Linked DNA regions of Anser cygnoides: region 2 is linked to region 1. The links are chromatin contacts, called in public Hi-C maps. All regions are on one chromosome and are shown on one strand. Each heading gives the region's core, a stretch centred on a gene start, on an enhancer-like site or on the middle of the called end of the contact. The rest is flanking DNA. Distances are from core to core; before and after follow the strand shown.

Region 1 (3,421 bases), core at 430-2,929:
TCTTCCGAATGACTTTCAACAATAAGAACAGAAGTTTAGAAGTCCCTAAAAGTCCTTAATACTTTTATTAAACTAATACTTAAAAAAAAAAAAAGTTCAATTTATAATGTTCACTGAATGACTTGGAAATCAAAAACATTAAAGAAACTAGTAGGATAATTCAGTATTAGATTTAAAGCTTAGGAAAATATTTTGTTATTCTCTGTAACATGTTAGAAAAAAATCTGGAATTTAAATAGTAAGATGTCATTAATATGTAAATAACAATCCATTACAGTAAAAATAGACTACACATTTGTAAACAATAGGACTTCCATGTAAATCTTAAATGGCATGTAAAGAAATGTCTCTGCAAGCTGATCCTCTGCAATATGTTTTACTAGTTTATCTGTAACACTGAAATATAACGTGATTATCGTTGACATAAATCTACTATGACCCTTATAAAACCAGGCATTTCACTTAAATATATCCATGGTTTATCTAGGTGACATTTATGTTCACTGCATCTTTTAATAATCTTTAACCTGAAAATACTTGTAATATGTTTTTTGATAACGCAGCCTTTCCAATAAAAAGCTGAGCTGTAAGTGAAGGATTTAACACTTCCCTGTCTCAGTCTGACCTCATCCACCAAATGGGACACTTTTGATGAAATATAAATGTCTTTTATACGTGTTATCTATATAAATAATATATAAAAATATAAAAATTATATATTATATATATACACATACATAGGTATGGTAGGCCTTTGGGTCCCAAACTCCATGTGCTCTTACATGAGGGACCACCAGCAGCTCTCCTGGTACTCTTTTTGGGCCTTGGCATGCTTCATCACTGATGGGCTGTTAACGGATTAAAGTCTGTGTGGCTCCACAGACTTTACATGGAAACAGGAAAGTACAGTAAATTTTGGTCCACCCACAAAATCTGTTTGTATTCAGGCAGTTTTGAAATTAAAGTGTTCTCTGTCCTGCTTGGCCTAATATAATACGGGGCCCCCTTTCCTTACCATATTTCTCGCAATCATGTTCTGCGTCTGGAGTCTGCATCATGAAGCTGCCTCTTTGTAAGACTCATTTTTGGGGGAGCTATCCAGAGGCAAATGTTCTTGAAATAAAACAGCTTGAAAAAGAGACGAGAGACTTTTTAGAAACTTTGGACCATTTCAGACTTAAAAACAGTGTTTCCTCAAGCGTTATGAATCCATGGCACTATCCAGTATTTCTCCAACTAGTGCCATTCTATTGGTAAGTACTATGATAGTGTCAGGCATTAGAATGAACCAAAGACAAGGTAATCATAAATAAAATAGAAATAAATAAATACAAATAAAATAAAATACAAGCAAAACCTATATATATAAAATATGTTTTCAGGAAATCTTTCAGAAATAGTGTTTCAGGGTAAGCACTAATCAAACCTGTTTTAGTGATTATTTTTTTCCCATTGTGATATGTATTTATGAGAAACCAGCTGTCTTTGCTGAGCATTTAGGTATTACTAGAAAATGTGTTGGCAGGACGTGATCTTGTTAACACCATGGGAAGCCTAGGATATGCTTTTTAGGCTTGTAGCTGACCGTGAGTAAGCATTTGATCCGCATGTAAAAGCCAACACCTACACGCGCAGGACCGGAGAGCCAACCCTCCTTAACGTCAGAGCACGTGTTGTTTGAGTTAAGCCCAGAGAGCTGCTGCCACCTTAAATTTCTGCCTTTGCAAGAAAACCTTCTGGAACTACAGCGGCCCTTCACTTCAGTAAATACTTGCCCTTCCGTTCCGCCGCCAGCGGACGGCTGAGGCCGGGCGGGGGCTGCCGGGGGCTGCCCCTGACGCACGAACGCGACACCGCGGCCAGGCTCCGCTCCCTCCCCGCCCCTGCCGGCCCCGGGGGCGGCGGCGTTCCCCGCCCGCTCCCGCTCCGCTCCGGGGGACTGGGTAGGGCCGAGCAAGGCCGGGTAGGGCCGGGTGCTGCGCTGCGGCGACGGGGAACGGAGCGGGGACTGGTGCGGGAGGGGTGGGGTCTCCTGGGGAGGTGAGCGTGTGCCCACCGCGTGGGGTTTGTTCTAGGGGCTCCTGTAAGGTTTCTGGGCTTCCGTCATAGGGACGGGAATGGTCAGGATGGCCACGTTTGGCTATTCGGGGATTGCGCCGTGAGTGACAAAATGCCTCTCTTTTGCGGTAGCTAGTTGTTAGAGGTGGCGAAGCACCCCTCCTGCTTGCAGATTATGGGGAGGGGGTTACGGAAACGTCTTGCTGATGGCCGCTTGGGCGAGCTGCGAGTGGCAGGCACGGCTCGGGCGGTGGTGGTCGCAGGGGCTCGGCACGGCTCGGCTCGGCTCGGCGCTGCCCCGGTGCTGGCGCTGCCGGCCCTTAGGGTTGGGGTCCGCAAGGGGCCAGGCTGATCGCTGCGCCCTGCCTTCCGGACGGGCTGTTTCGGTAACTTCAACGGGAAACAGTTTTTAATTCCATCACCCGGATGATTTTTTTAAGTATGCTGTGTTTCTAGAGTTGGGGTTAAATCCAGGGTTTGGTTAGTCGAACACGGTTATCAAAAAAGTACCATAGAGCTACCTAGGGTGAACTAACGTGTGCTTTACAGGTATTCAGCATTCTGTTTTTCAAATCGTAAACCTTCTCAGAAAGGGCCTGTTTTGGTATTTAAGTGACGCTGTGCATGACGTTAGTGCTTAGGGGCTTGTGTTAGTGTGCTCACGGCAGTCTCTTATGCAGCAGGGTAAGAAATGAAAGTGGTGGTCATGAATGAAGCCAGCATTATTTTCCAGATAAAAAGCGGAAGCTCTGCAGTTAAGTGAATTAAGATGTCTCTAAATTAGTTGCAGCCTAGCTACAGACGTGTATCAGGGTAAGTGAGCTCTGGAAAATGAGAAGCTGTGTGATGCAGTTCTTAAAACCTGAAAATGAACTATGGGTGTTCTGCCGTCCATTAAAAAGGAACAACAGCCTCAGGCTGTTGTTCCCTTTCTGTTGTTCTCTGAACTGGAACTGTTTTGTTCCAGTTTTGTTCAGAACCTGCATTTCCTTAACTGCCTTTCTAGAAGGTTTTGGCTGACCCTTAGGTACTTGGTCTCAGACCTCGTGGGGCGGGAAAGCTGCTGTGCCTCGCACCTGGGTGCTGCTGAAGGCTGCTTCTGTGCCTGTTAGAGTAACACTGCAGGAAAGCAAGGAGCTGGTTGGGTGTGTGCTGCCTTTGGGCTGTTGCAGCACTTCAGTGTGAGCTCTGAGAGCGGAAGGAAGAGCCTGAGATCTCCCCAGGGTGTGGAGGAGGACGGGCGGCACTGACCCTAGACAGCGTAGCGCTTGAGGTATCGCGAGCGAGGCCTCCTGGGCCCCTTCATCTCGCAAGCGCTGAGGCACGTGTGGGGCTTGGGGCTGGTGTCCTGGCAGTGCACTGC
Region 2 (3,655 bases), core at 769-3,268, 750 kb after region 1:
GACCACACTCCAGATTGGTAAAAGCTGCCTTCCTTCCCACCAATCTGACCTGCTCTGATGAGTAAAGCCCTTGTTAAGTTCTGCTTCCAAAGACTTTCATCAACAAATTTGCCTGAAAGCCTCAGGGCTCATCCACACCTTATCAAGGAGCTGACAGGAGTCAGCCAGTGCTGCCTGCTGCCTTTCAGGCACCCCGCAACAATAAGGAATGCCACTCTGCCACAAGTTTTGTCCCTAAAAGCTGTAATACCCCCAGCAAATTCGGAAGAAACATGCAGAGCTGTTTTGCAGCTACCTAGGTGTACGCTCAGTATGCTGGAACACGTGTTCAAAACCAAAACCGTAAGCTGTATGAACCACAGCCAAAACAAACCGATTCTCATGAAGTTTCCAAATATACTCAGCAAAGCAAAGAAATTCTAGTCTTCTCATTTAAGTGGAGTTTCCTTATTCACAGTGCTCTGGAGCAACATCAGAGCAGAACAGAAGAGACACGCTGTACCCCAAGTCTGCTGAGAAGTCGGCTGGGAACTTTGCAAACAAACCTCAAGAGCCGTACTTAGAAGGCTGAAGGCATGCCAGCCAAAAATGTTTTTAAGTAAGTATAGTTCATAAACACACTCTCTAAAAATGAACCGATAGGTGAATTTGCTGGAGGTCAAAGCCTGCAGCACTAGCAATTTGGGCACTAGGAATTTCTTGGCCGTCTCCCTGGAGAAACAGATGCTCATGACAGCAATCATGCTGCAAATACCAGTGATGCTCTCACACGTATTTGCAAATACTCTTTTGAACAAAAGAATTGCATAGAAGTGAGGATGGCTCTGTAGCTAGACAGAACAACGCGGAACCCAAACTTACACTCAGCATGCTTGGAGTTCCCCCAGCGGTGTTGGGTGCTGAAATGTAAAGCCCGGAGAGGCACTGCCCAGTGTAAACAGATGTGTGAGGGGAGCAGCGAGCGGTGCCACGGACACCGTGGTCTACCGTAAGCTTTTAAATTAAAAACCTGAATAAACCCCGAAGTTTAGAACATATTGTACATCTGCCTACCAATTTGCCATCAGCCCCCTTAATTAAAGGATATAAAACGCGTCACTGCAGACAACGGCAGGCTGATTTGGTGCTCCTTTTAGGCTGCGACCCTCCCCGGCCGGGGAAGGGCCCGGGGGCGCGGCGGTACGGGGGGCACCGCCATGGAGGCGCCCCGGGGGACCCACCTGCAGCACCAGCGGCTCGGGGTTGAAGGCGAGGGTGATGAGCAGCTGCATGCGCTCCGAGTCCTTGAGGTTGCGCAGCAGGAAGCTGCCGGAGTCCTTGGTCTCGGCGTAGCGGCGCACCAGGCGGTCGAGCAGGCGCTGCGAGGGGCAGTGCACCAGGTCAGACCAGCCCTCCACGGCGTCGGGGGTGAGCAGCCGCACGTCGCCGTTGAGGCTGGCGAACTCGGTGGCGTGCAGGGCCTGCGGGAGGTCGCAGCGGCCCCTGCCGGTGGCGCGGCGGCAAATCTTGGCGTCGATCTCGGCGAGCTCCTGCGCCGAGCCCAGGCGCTTGAGCACGACGCGGCGGCTGCCCTCGCGGGGCTCCCCGTAGCGGGCGAAGTACACGTTCTTGACGTTGAAGAAGTCGAGGAGCCGCAGGCGGCCCCAGCTCTCCAGCCGCAGCTGCCCGTTGAGGAACTTGCGGCACCAGCTGGTGCCCCAGCAGGCCGGGCACTTATTGAGCTGCAGGAAGCGCCGCTCCGCCAGCTCGTTGCGCTGCAGCGAGGCCAGCAGCGAGTGCGTGTTCAGGACCAGCGCCGCCGCCAGGCTGCCCAGCACCGCCAGCTTCACGTAGCGGTACAGCCGCCCCAACTTCAGCGACACCAGCCGCAGCATCGTCCCGGGCCGGGCCGGGCCGGGCCGGGGAGCCGAGAGAAGCAGAGCCGAGGCGAGGCGAGGCGAGCCGGGCCCCGGCCCTCCCGCTTCCCCCCCTCCTTCCCTCAGCCCCGCCGCACCCGCACCGGCCGCCTCGCCGCCCGACGAGCGGCGGCCAAGTTACTGAGGGGACGGCGGGCGGGGGAGGGCAGCGGGGGGAAGGCGCGGGGGGCGGCGCCAGCAGCCCGCCGCCACGGCAGGGCACGCCCACGGGGAGGGGCCGCGGCGCCGCCGCCGTTGAGGGGCCCCCTCCGCCCCCTCCTCCTCCGCCACCTCCCCCCGCCCACCTGGGGAGGGGGCGGGGCCTTGGAGGGAGAGCGGCGGCGGCCGCGGCGGTTGGCTGCACGTGACGCGCGTGCCTGGCGTACGCGCTTCTTCCTGAGGGCGGGGCTCGGGGGGGGCGGGGCGGGCGGTACCCGCCTCCTTCAGGAGATGGGGGTGGAGGGGCGGGCGGGGGAGTTGTGATGGCGCCGGCTGCCACCGTAGCCCCCCCCGGTCCCGGTTAGGAGCGGTCAGAGATCGTCAGCTGCCCTTAACGCGACCTCTCTCAGCCCCCGCTATCGCCGTTTCCATCGCTGCCTGTCACGACAGCGTCCCGCCTGTCACGACGCTGTCCCCCGCCCGTCACGGCGGCACCGCGGCTCGGCGCTGCCCCTCAGCGGCGGCTCGGCCGCGGCTCGCCCTGAGGGGACGGCAGCGCTGGGTGGTGCCCGCCGACTGCCCCCCGCCGGCTCCCGCTACTTCTCCTCACAAAATGACACGGGGCCCCAAAACTCCTCACGGTAGTCCAGGACTGGATGGGTCCTCCAATTTGTGACTGAAAAACGGGCGACAGCCCGTCTTCTGCGCTCCCCGGTCACTGCAGACCTGCTCGGTCCCAAAAGTGCACGAGGGATAACTGACTGACCGGTGTTGGGGCAGTGCAGCGCAACGGATGTCTACCAGTTACTTCATTTCCATGGTGCATACATTTAAGCACATATTATCTGGAGTATTACGTTTCTGTTTTTACATTAGCATGCACTTAACTCACTGTGTGCTGTTTTGATGTCGATATTTGTAATTTATACGTATAAAAACAGCTCCAGGCATCCATCACACAAGTTGTCGTTGACTGTGTACAGTGAACTTGCACCTCAGGCATATCTCATTCACCATGCCTTGTTAAAAGCTGTTTGTAGGGTCAAATAATCTAATCAGCAAGATCTTGACTACAAAACTATGAATTTATTAGAAAACAAATATATATATATGTTATTTACTCATATACGTACATATACATATAGTTTACCCTAACTCAAGTCTTTACTATGGACACACTGATCCTGAAAGCTGAGCTGATTTTTTTCTGGATATAAACTCCAATTTCAGTAGCCAAACATGGTCAGTCTTCTTTACACACTGGTAGTGGTTTTTTTTCATCTACCAATACTTGCTGGAACTTGTCTATTAAGCCACTAAGAAATCCAGATATAAACAAATATGTTGAATTAACATTTAGTTATACATTGCTTTCTTGATTCTTATTTCTCAAGCTTTCTTACTTGGATATAGGGAAACAGCTTGATTCTTCTGAATGTTAACAAAACATTTTAGTCTTTACTAGATGAAAACATCATTTTACGTACAAAGAAGCTGTTAAATACTTTAACTAATACTTTTTTCCAGCAACAATGTAGTGCTCTTAAGGCCTTTTGCACTGTAAATCCATAAATAAATATACTGCTTAAAAAAAAAAATGA

What was found. Hi-C and Micro-C count contacts between places; a contact is called where the count stands out from the background.
Region 2: a Hi-C map of liver shows a contact between it and region 1, with 1.9 times the contacts expected there. The contact joins the promoter of DIPK2A here to the promoter of LOC106036243 in region 1. A contact is called at or near these places in 2 of 7 Hi-C or Micro-C datasets (granulosa cells and liver).

What each region holds. Positions count from the first base shown.
Region 1 is chr9:1,339,258-1,342,678 of Taihu_goose_T2T_genome, forward strand. It overlaps LOC106036243 (phospholipid scramblase 1), which reads left to right and starts at 1,680. Exons shown (of 9, transcript XM_013181560.3): 1 at 1,680-1,763.
Region 2 is chr9:2,092,027-2,095,681 of Taihu_goose_T2T_genome, forward strand. It overlaps DIPK2A (divergent protein kinase domain 2A), which reads right to left and starts at 2,019. Exons shown (of 3, transcript XM_048049391.2): 1 at 1,221-2,019. The coding sequence starts at 1,874.